Linked DNA regions of Mus musculus: all the other regions are linked to region 1. A link is a contact called in public HiChIP or PLAC-seq data. All regions are on one chromosome and are shown on one strand. The core of a region is the stretch at or near the end of the contact, and the rest is flanking DNA. Distances in the headings are between cores, read along the strand shown.

Region 1 (3,399 bases), core at 366-2,865:
TTTGCAATTTTCAACTATGTTATTTTATATCTGAGGGACTGGGAACAGAATATAGCCTTTAAAGATATGCTCCGAGACTCACTGCCTCCAATTGTGCCCTGCCTTTCACAATTCTCACTACCTTCCACAGCATATTAAGTTATGAATATATCTATGTCCATTAAAGAGATCAGAACTCCTTGATCTGCTTTCCCAACGTGCCATTTGCTGGAGACCAAGTCTTTAACACACAAACTTTGGGGACAGGGAAGCGGGGATCATATTTACACCATAACATTGTCTATCTGAAATACAACTTTGACTGGGTGTTCTGTGTCTTATGACTGATTTTGTCTGGCCATTCTATTTCTAAATTTGCCACTGTCCAGATCCCACACTTTAGAGAAGACATTGAAAGTACTGAAGAAGATAAACTGTTTGAAATGATTAGGAGTATGCGTTGGCATTTGAGATTCCCTAGATATTTATTCTTTATTAGATTACCCTCATGTAAGTAAGACCATTCATTTCACTATCTGTATTTGGCTTATTGCACTTAGCACAGCATCTTCTAGTTTCCTCTGTAATCACACAAAAACACGAATCCACAGGATTAGACTGTAGAAAAGTGGTACCCAGAGGTTGGGGCGGAGTTAGGTGACAGAGAAAGGGAAGATGCCAGTGAAAGGTTCAACATTTGAGGGAAATAAATTTTAGCAATCTATTGTTCAATATGGTGATTAAGATTAACAATGCCTTGCCTATTTTAAAACTGCAATGAATAGATTTTATTTCTTCTTACAGCAAAAGAAAGTAAGTATGTGTGGTTATCCATTGATAAACTAGACAGATTTAATCATTCCACAATGACTATATATAATGTCCTGTATAGTCAGAGATGAAATAAATGAATAGATCATAACAGAAAAATATAAAAATGAGCCATGTTCTCATTGTTAATATGTGTTGACGAAAGCAACTGTTTGTGTACTGGAATATTCCATGACATGTAGAGGTAACCACTTCTCATATACCCTTAATCGTTAGCAAGGTCTACTATTACTGTACACCCTGCTGTATTTTGGGTATTATTCTCAGCCTTTCTCACAGATTATTTTCCTTGCTTATTTCAGTGAGCTTGTGAAAGAAGCATCCCACTGCCCACTCTACAGAGAGTTGGGCTCACAGTTGTGGGTCTCACCTTTTTGTAAGCACACCCTCATCATATGTAGCTGCTGATTCCAGAGCTAGCTCTTACTCCACACACCAGTAGGGCTACACCATAGCAGAGGGGGGCTTTTTCATATTTAACAAGGCCACTTTCTTTAGCTCCTCTCTAGCCCCAGGGAATTGATCTTGCTGTGCACCTGGGACATTGGCCATTCCCTTTTGCACCCAGGGCTGATTTAATTGAAACCTAAATATGCTTTACTAGTTTTACATGTTAGCACTAAAAGAGAGAAAAAAAGTCCCCTGTTTGCCTTTTAGCTCAGGCAACCCTTTGGTTTTATAGGCTGGTTTTAGTAAGTAATTATTCTGGTAATGCCAAGGCCTCCTTTATGGGGCTGTAAATGCATCCTAGCCAACTCAGAATAACAAGGACCCTAGCCAGCAGGCAACACTTTAGCTCTAGATGAGAGGTGGCTGTCAGCCTCTGCAGGTCTCTCTCTTTCTCTGGAAACCTCCTCTGAAACCACGTGACGCAGGGGAAAGAGGATCAGATAATTGGGATCTTTATGATGGTTATTACGAAAAATGTTCTGGAACCAATTCAAATACCAATCAGAAACCACATTGTTCAACTAAATCACTCTCAGATGCCATATAAGATACAAAATACAATTATTTCCAGTTTAAAAATATAATGTTCTTAAGGAAAAAAACTGTATTTTATTTTATTTTATTTTACAAAAAAAAAAAAAAAAAAAAAAAAAAAAACCAAAAAACCTGCTTTGGCTGGAATTCAGGCCCCGTCACAGACGATGTACAGACAGAACTCACACTGCTCCCTTCAATTCTGAGCCTGGAGACCTCACTGTAATGCATTAAAAAATCCCTTAAAATGGATGTGACGGCTGTTTTCGTTGTGTATTACAGAAATATACAGAGTTCAGAGGCTCCACAGTTATACTTTGGGCATGTATGTCATTAAAAGAATAAAAAAAGATGATGGCCAAATGTTGTATTAAAATCCCATTAGAATGGCTGGGAGGAATTTATGGCTCCAATCTCTTTTATCTGACAGGCGTCAGTTTGGTGATAGAGTTCTCGCTCCTCCTTCTCCTCTTTGCATCTCCTTCTCTCCTTCTTTTCTTCTTTTTTTCTATTTCATTTTCTTCTCCTCTCCCACACCACTTCTTCTCTCTCTCCCTCCTATTCTTCCCTCCTTTCCTTCCTCCCTCCCTCCATCCTTCCTTCCTTCCTTCCTTCCTTCCTTCCTTCCTTCCTTCCTCTCTTTCTATTCTCCTTTCCTTGCCCCCTCCCCTTCCCATTTACTTCATCCTTGGGCTCTACTTGTCCATAGGACATCTGGGGATTGTCTTTACTGAGGGAAAGACAAATATTATCAGGTTTCTGTCAATATTTGCTCCTCCTTCAGTCCTCTGCTTTAGGCACTTTAAGGAGTGATCACTTAGTCTTTTTCCAGATAGACTTCTCTCTGGAGCTGAGGATTTGTTAGCTCTGTGCTTGTGTATACAAGCCGTCATCACTGTGATGAGAAGGATGGGGGTTAACACACCGTGTGACCTCAGGAATGATTTCAGTTACTGCAGCTCCCACATGATACACATGAATTTTAATGGACTTGGCCTCACTGCTCTAGCCTGGGGTCAGTGGTTCTCAAAGCTAATCTTCTACAAGCTGACATGGGGCCTGAAGAAGTTGTTTGTTCTGTCAAGAGAGGTATGGATTCTTGTCTTCTGATCTCCAGGTCATGCTGTCATCCTCTACGGAATGGGAGGAAATGCCAAACCATTACAGAGTATAGAGATACTGAAGGACCAGTGTGGAGAAAACGGCCCACTAAGAATGGCTACATGGTCTCACAGGCAGAGCAGTAGGTGTCTGGAGGTTGGTTCTGAGTCAGTTTTGATGCAGTCATAGGGACACCTGGCAAGAAGCCCCATCTCTCCAGTCCATTTATCTGCCGAAGAGAAGAGGGCTGTCTCTGAGAATCTGTGACTCTGTGAAGCCACCCTGGGGGATTACAGGGAAATAAAAATATTGTGGTGGCTCTCACAACCACAGCTACACAGAAGTAGCCAGTGGTTAGAAAGGGATACATTGTGACTTCAGAGTCACAGGGAAGAGATGAGTTCATGCCATCACTGTGAATCAGCCTATAAAGCCACTCGAGGACAAGCACAGTACCACGTGTCGCTGATACCTCGCCTCTGTAACCATTTGGCACACTCAATG
Region 2 (3,399 bases), core at 608-3,107, 340 kb after region 1:
CACAAATGGCAATCCTCACGTCTGAAAGAAAAAGGAATCCATCTGTGTAAGTAAAGATGGAGCGCATGAGCCTCCAGTCTGAGAAGATATGGGAGAGACTGATGCTGTCTGGCCTTAGGAAGAGAGAAAGGGTGTCTCCTTTCCCCTAAGGGAGCAGAGAGTTCCAGAGACACCGGTGGAAATATGCCACTTTAACCTGACCATCGAGTCGCTTCCACTCCAGGCACTTTAGGCTCTAGGAGTCTCACCGTTGGCATCTCCGAAAGCACCTCAGGATACTCAAGTCCCCACTCTGTCTGGCCCACCCACGGGCAAGTCCCCAGCGCAAGAACCAGCTCTTCTGGCTTAGATGCCCTCCGGCAGACAAACCTTCGCGGCTCAGAGCCTGAGCTGCCGAGCAGGGGCGACCAGAGCACTTTGGCGGGGCTGGGGGCTGCCGGTCGGGGGCACGGCACGAGTGGCTGGAGCGAGGCGAGGGGTGGAAAAAGGAGGGGGCGGCGGGTGGACTAATGATGAAAAAGTCTCCTCCATCCTGGCTCCTTAATTAAATGCATGGAAAGAACCGAGGCGCGCACATCTGGTTTCAATCTACAGCCCTTTGATGGCATCAAATGTTCTTTTCCCAGATCAGGGCTGGAAGTTCTGGGCTAACTATGGCCGTTTGGAGCACAGAAACCATTTATACACACTGGGACCCTTCCTTCTTTTCAATTCAATCTCATAGCTACAGGAGAAGGGGAAATCTAGCAATCAGGGGAGCGAGGGGAAACGTATGTATGTGTGTGTTTAAAGAACATAAAACGCCACAAATAAGCACATACTATTTTACTTACTGGCCATATAGTAACTCATTCCTAATGAGACTATTAAAGCTGTTACCAGATTCCAACAGGTCATGAAAACACCGTCCAGCACCGCTCTGCCCTCTGTCAAGCCTGGTCATAGACTTCGACCTTCCTCAGTCTCTGTGTTTGCCAGGGCCTCACCGAACTGGATACAGATTAGCACAGAGCCCACCCCACCCCCAGCTCCTCCTGCTCCCCCCAACTTCTTCAGCCCCAGTGTTCCTGTCTGCTCTGATCTGGGGCAGCCTCGGCTACGAGCAAGAAATTAGAACATTGGCAAAGGTAGGGGAATTATCAGGACGGACTTTCTTCTGGTTTAATGAATATGTAAATTTTCTACTGTCTGAAGCCTGGGGATTTCTGGTGGCAGCGAAAGTCTCGAATCCATTCGAAGCTGAAGACTTCTGGATCTGCCCAAGCCGTCTTTAGATCGTAGAGAGCCTCCCGTTATTATCGCTCTTGTTATTTTATTACATTATTTAATAGGCTGTCTCTACAGAGCCAAACGAGCTTTAATAGGCTTGCTCTTTTTTGCCGTTCAGTCTCAGACTCTCCCTGCGCTCTCCGCCAAAACAAAGCTGCAGGAAAAGTTACTGGGGGGCGGTGCAGCCGCAGATTTGACTGTTATAGATGTGCATCTTTTCCCTGTTCCTTTTTCTTTTTTCTTTTCCTAACAAGTTTGCCCTCAGCTGTTATCAAAACATGCAAATGAGATATTCCAAGAGGATCTCAAACAAATCCGGAGGAGTTAATGCTGAAACAAAATAATCAGCCCCGTTTTAAAGTGACTGCGGGTTTCGGGCACTTTTCTCTCTGTGATACTACTGCAAGGGAATGATAATTAGACCTTTATTTTAAAAATCCAAAGGGGCTCTCTCCTTAGCTTCCCTCCCTTTTCCCTCCCTCCCTCCTTCCTCCCTCCCTCCTCCTCTCTTGCTCCCTCCCTCTCCCTTTCTCTCTGGCTCTGATGTTGGCAAAGGGGTTTTCTTAATCAGACTGTTTTTTCGGTCCGAGGAAAAGGAGGTAGGAGATTGTGATGGAGAAAGGGGGTCTGTAAAACGTCAGGCGCCGCACAAAGGCTTTGCCACGTAATTACAGGCTCCTATTAAGTGGAGATCTGCCCTCCCAGGGGTCTCCAATTTTCTTGTATTCCCTACAAAGCCTCCTCTCCATGCCAGCCTGTGCCTTTTGAAGTGCCAGAGAGCTTCTTGATCCAACTGAGAAGGGAAAAGGAGCTCCGCACGGAGAAGGGGGAGAGAGCGGAGGGAAGGGGGACCGCCACCCTTCTGCAGACTCTTGAAGCCCCGCTTCTTTATTTCTTATTTTTTTTTCCTCCTTACGAAGAGTAAAGTGAGAATCCTGCTCTCTAATACATCTGCAAGACATCACTCTCCTGAAATTCTAGTCACTCCCGAGAATCCACAGGAGTGCAGAGAGGGGGAACGCGCTTTCTTGAAGACATTTTAAAGCTGGAACAAGCCTTCTTCTGTTGGCGCTTGAACTCTTGCCGGGGGAATAACTTTTTTTAACCTCTTTCTCTAATTTTTTTAAAGCCACTTTGATTCTTCTCTCCACCCCTTCTTCTCTCTTCTGTTTGCCTAACTCCCCCGCCCCGCTGGCCTCCCCTTTCCTCGCTCCCCCTTATTATTATTTTTAGTGTCTGCGAGTGGACGCTTTTTAAGAGTTGAAAGGGATATTTTTTTTCTTTTTGATCTAAGCATAGGTTGTTTGTTTTGTTTTTATTTTTGAACTTTTTGGTGTGGATTATCTCTCTGGACCGCGCTGGACTTGGCTTTAGCGAAGTAACCGAGGCTGCAGGGAAAGTTACTTGTCCCGAAAGTTCTACACTTCAGAAGGGGTCCCACCCTCTGTTTCTCTCTCTCTCTCTCTCTCTCTCTCTCTCTCTCTCTCTCTCTCCACTCCCCCCTCTTTCTTCCCCACTCGGCTCCTCTCCCCCCTCACGCCCACAGCGTTTGGTGTTGATTCGAGCGGGAAGAGGGGGGTGGGTGGGATTGGAGGGGAGACCATGACCTCCAGCTACGGGCACGTTCTGGAGCGGCAACCGGCGCTGGGCGGCCGCTTGGACAGCCCGGGCAACCTCGACACCCTGCAGGCGAAAAAGAACTTCTCCGTCAGTCACCTGCTAGACCTGGAGGAGGCCGGGGACATGGTGGCGGCACAAGCAGACGAAAGTGTGGGCGAGGCGGGCCGGAGCCTGCTGGAGTCACCGGGACTGACCAGTGGCAGCGACACCCCTCAGCAGGACAGTGAGTGAGGGCGCGTGCTCCGGGGAGTGTGCGCTGGGGACACAGGGTGGAGGCCCGGGGAGGGCGGCGGGAGCGTGTTCCAGGCTTCGGTTTCGGGGAGACAAGGCGTTAAGAAGTTAGGAGTCCTGGGAAAAGTGGCTGGTTGCTGATCGCAGAAAGACCGATGAGAAAAAGAGGGCTCCCCCAATGCTGTAAGCCAAGCGGGCGCTGGAGAGAGACCCGGAGGCCCAGGGACGCTGGGAGGCCAGGGGATCCCATGCAGGGATTCTGCGGCCACCACTGTCTCC
Region 3 (3,399 bases), core at 490-2,989, 300 kb after region 1:
AAAATGTTATTAATGATCTTAAGTGAATTAGTCTAAAATCTAAGGTGATGAGGATAAATATTTTGTGTTTAGTAGTTTAATTCATTTAGCAAGGGAGTTATCTTGATTTATATTAATTAAGAAATGGAGGGTTGAGGAAATGTATTTACAATGGAGAACAACACATGGTTGATGTTTTTAAATGGATTTTTAATGACTTCTGAAATGTTTTCTAAATTGTGGGAAAGAAATGTTTAAACTGTTTGATGGAAGTTGATTTTTAAAGGTACATAGTATACTTCACATAGACCTTTCCTTTGAGCCTAACACCCTCAGAAACACTCCTGCTATGAGATCTGTTCATAAACTGCAGACCCACAGAGACAGACTTGTCATACCCAATCTTCTTGTTGAAGAAGTTCATTTTGCTGGCACAAGTCCCCTTGTTCTCTTAGTGTGTGTGTGTCCGTGCATGCGTGTGTATGCGTGTGTGTGTGTGTGTGTGTGTGTGTGTGTGTGAATACTTTGTAGATTATACATATGCTAGGTAACATTCATTTCTAAGATATTAAATGTAATTTTAGCCATTCTTAGGTTGTAAACTATCAGTATTTCAAGTCAGGGCTTTTAAATTTTCTGTACAAAGAACTATGCATGTGTAAATAAAATTGGGATGATATAGAAATATCAAGTTATAAATCACAACATTTGCAAAAGACACTTGAAATGGGCATTGAGAAACCAAACAGTCAAATAACAATGGAAAACCTTTGAACTTGCCCAGATTAGTATAAGGTTCTCAGACCCAAGTTTCATGTTTTCATTTTAATAGCAGTAAGCTACTTTGTTTATGTACATTCACTTTAAAACTCGATTTAAAAAGCATGGCACACATCGTATTTACGCACATGTTTACCACATATTTAAAGACAGATTCTAATGAGGCATGGCTATAAATACATAAAGGTCTGCGTGTCAACACTATTCCATTATAGAAAATATTTTCCTTCCTCCACTTCATTTCTAAAAATATGGAATGTTTGGAGAGGGCAGAGAGTGAAAGAGAAGTGCGTTGAATACTGTATACAGACATTGAAGGCAATTAATTGGCTTTCTTTCTTTCCCTATTTCTCCGTTAAGAACAAAAATAAATACATTGGTGTAGTGGTTAAACTACACAAAGCGCCAAGATGTAGGACAGGGCATTTCTACAGCATAGGGGTACTGTTCCCTCGGCCCTCCTCCACTATGAAATTCTCAGAACATTTGCTGGGTAAAATCAACTTTTGAAAGCCTAGTTGTCAAAACCTCAACATTTAGAGCTGCAAATTAAAGTGATTGCAAACAAAATATTTTTATAGGGGGGAAAAACATATACAGTCAAAAGTCAGAAAGAAGGGAGAGAGGGAGGGAAGGAGGGATGAAGAAAGGAAAGGGGGAGAGAGAGAGAGAGAGAATATGCTTGGGGGAGAAAAGAAAAGAGGAGAGAAGGGGAGAGAGAAGATAGAGTATATATAAAAGCAAAAAAAGCAAGTTTAAAGAATCTGATAAAACAATCAGATATAAACTTAAAATATGGAAGCAGAGTAAACATTACAGATGATGGCCTCAGCGAACCCCAATTCTGCAGGCTTTAGGCTGCCACACGAAGCATATTTTTCAAGAAAATTGGTTGCAGCCGTTGCGCCTTCCAGATTGTAGTGGCAGTGTGCAGAGACGACGCAGGTCTGAGTGATTCTCCCAAGAGCTGTGCTCTCTACCTTTGCAGGACTGGCTGGTTCCTCCTCCTAACCATATGGAATCCATCTCACTCAAGGACCTAGCCTGCTGGAGGGGTTTGGGGGGAAGCTAGGGGCTGCTGCTGGCATGCCACAGGAAAGTTTTATTTCCAATTGATTGGTTACAAATCAGATAAATATCGCTTCTAATGAAAGCAGCTTTGAACCACTGGAAATGTTATCTATAGGAGTCTGGGGTTTATCAGAAGTCAAATGTAGCTTTAATCACATCAACATGCTAATTACAGGCAAACAATAAAAGCTTTAAGAAATGATTGTGTGGGTTTTATTGCTATTGACAGTCGCTGGGGTATATTTATTTCGGGAGGTAATTGTCTGAAGACTTTCTCCAGAAAGACTTGTTTGTATAATTAAGCGCATGTTGGGCAAGCTTATCTGCCCATCGGCTTCTGCAAGTTATAGCTCCCTCAGAACACAGGAGCAATTACATGAGGAGACTCAGGGAGACGGCTTTTCAGTAGTTCATCCGTGAGGGCTAAAAAGTTAAATTAAATTAAAAGTGCTAATGTTCTCTGAAAGCACAGAATGTATTAGAATGAGAAATCAGGTTAGTTGCCAGAAGTTAACTAATAAAGCAATAAAGGTAAATAGAACGTTCCATGGTCAGTAATGTAAGAATATGGAAAAAATCTAAACCAGCTCAAACAGTTTCATTTCAGTGGACACCATCGGGGAGTGGGAGAGGAGGGAATTTTCTTCTTGGTGTATACAAGATCATTTAACAGGGTTGCACAACCCAAATCTGAAAATGTATATGAAGAGGAGACAAAATAGAAAACCGGGATACAGTGCACAGCTATGTATGTGGCAGCCTCTCTGGGTCTTTTGCTTTATTGTGGGTTTAGTTTTGTAACTCTCATAAATGGCCTTTAAGAGTTTCTAAAGCTAAGTGTGGTGGCTGTAATCCCAGCACTTGGGAGGGTGAGCCATGGGTGGGGGGAAGGGGAGGAGGGGATTGCTTGAGTTTGCTACCAGCCTGGGCTACATAGTGAGTTCCAGGCTATCTTCAGAAAATAATTGGGGTCCTAAAAGTTTGATAGGACCATCACTGGGCAATACTTGAATTCCTTTTCCATCCAAATAAACAGCACAGAGGAAATGGCTGTGCTTTGGGCATTGTTTTTAAATGTCCACTTAAATGCTGAAATCTATATCTGTATCTATAGATATAGTTATAGATATATGATTTTTTTCTATTTGGCTGCATTTTGATTGGACCAGAGAAAGAAAGGCCAACCTTTCAAACTATAAACTATTTTTTTTTTGTGTGCCATAAAGGATCATTGAACTGAAAAAAAAAAAACGTGGGGAACCCAATTTTTAAAAAACAATATACTGAAAGGTGTTGAACTGGATTTAATTCTTTCCATTCACAAATATTGGCCTCTGTTCAGTTTCCATTTAATTCAAACCAATTAAAAATGTGGCAAATCCTTGATCAATTTTTTTTTAACCTTTAAACAGGGTCAGTATTGAAGTTGTTGTCACATTTTAATGGGTTCAGGCTCAGTTTATTCAAGAGACAATCACGTTTGCTTTTAAAAGCCCTATAAAACCCAAGAGCTTTTAACCTTTTGGATGCATTAATAAAATGCTAATGACATCATAGCCAAGACCACAT

What was found. HiChIP or PLAC-seq counts read pairs in DNA pulled down with a chosen protein or histone mark.
Region 2: a contact with region 1 is called in an H3K4me3 HiChIP or PLAC-seq map of embryonic limb bud, with 5 times the contacts expected there. The contact joins the promoter of Prrx1 here to the enhancer-like site in region 1. A contact is called at or near these places in 5 of 39 promoter capture datasets (the 3T3-L1 cell line, 3T3-L1-derived adipocytes, frontonasal cranial neural crest and 1 more), 5 of 484 Hi-C or Micro-C datasets (adipose-derived mesenchymal stem cells, cortical neurons, embryonic fibroblasts and 2 more), 6 of 115 datasets of contacts at active chromatin or transcription factors (the NIH/3T3 cell line, craniofacial prominence, embryonic forebrain and 3 more) and 4 of 9 other capture datasets (adipose tissue, embryonic stem cells, embryonic tail and 1 more).
Region 3: an H3K4me3 HiChIP or PLAC-seq map of embryonic limb bud shows a contact between it and region 1, with 4 times the contacts expected there. The contact joins two enhancer-like sites. A contact is called at or near these places in 1 of 15 datasets of contacts at CTCF or cohesin (the NIH/3T3 cell line), 1 of 484 Hi-C or Micro-C datasets (embryonic stem cells), 2 of 115 datasets of contacts at active chromatin or transcription factors (the NIH/3T3 cell line and embryonic limb bud) and 2 of 9 other capture datasets (embryonic tail and embryonic trunk).

Annotation. Positions count from the first base shown.
Region 1 is chr1:163,656,582-163,659,980 of GRCm38.p6, reverse strand. No RefSeq gene overlaps it. Among named protein-coding and RNA genes, the nearest start is that of Gm32333, 40 kb to the right of the region's middle. Within about 2 kb of position 1,615, at least 16 of the 459 cell types and tissues checked have an H3K27ac peak or open chromatin away from gene starts, as enhancers often do. A contact at or near this core is called in embryonic limb bud and embryonic tail, where this site is marked.
Region 2 is chr1:163,312,108-163,315,506 of GRCm38.p6, reverse strand. It overlaps Prrx1 (paired related homeobox 1), which reads left to right and starts at 1,857. Exons shown (of 4, transcript NM_011127.2): 1 at 1,857-3,112. The coding sequence starts at 2,872.
Region 3 is chr1:163,356,696-163,360,094 of GRCm38.p6, reverse strand. No RefSeq gene overlaps it. Among named protein-coding and RNA genes, the nearest start is that of Gm24940, 44 kb to the left of the region's middle. Within about 2 kb of position 1,739, at least 25 of the 459 cell types and tissues checked have an H3K27ac peak or open chromatin away from gene starts, as enhancers often do. A contact at or near this core is called in embryonic limb bud, where this site is marked.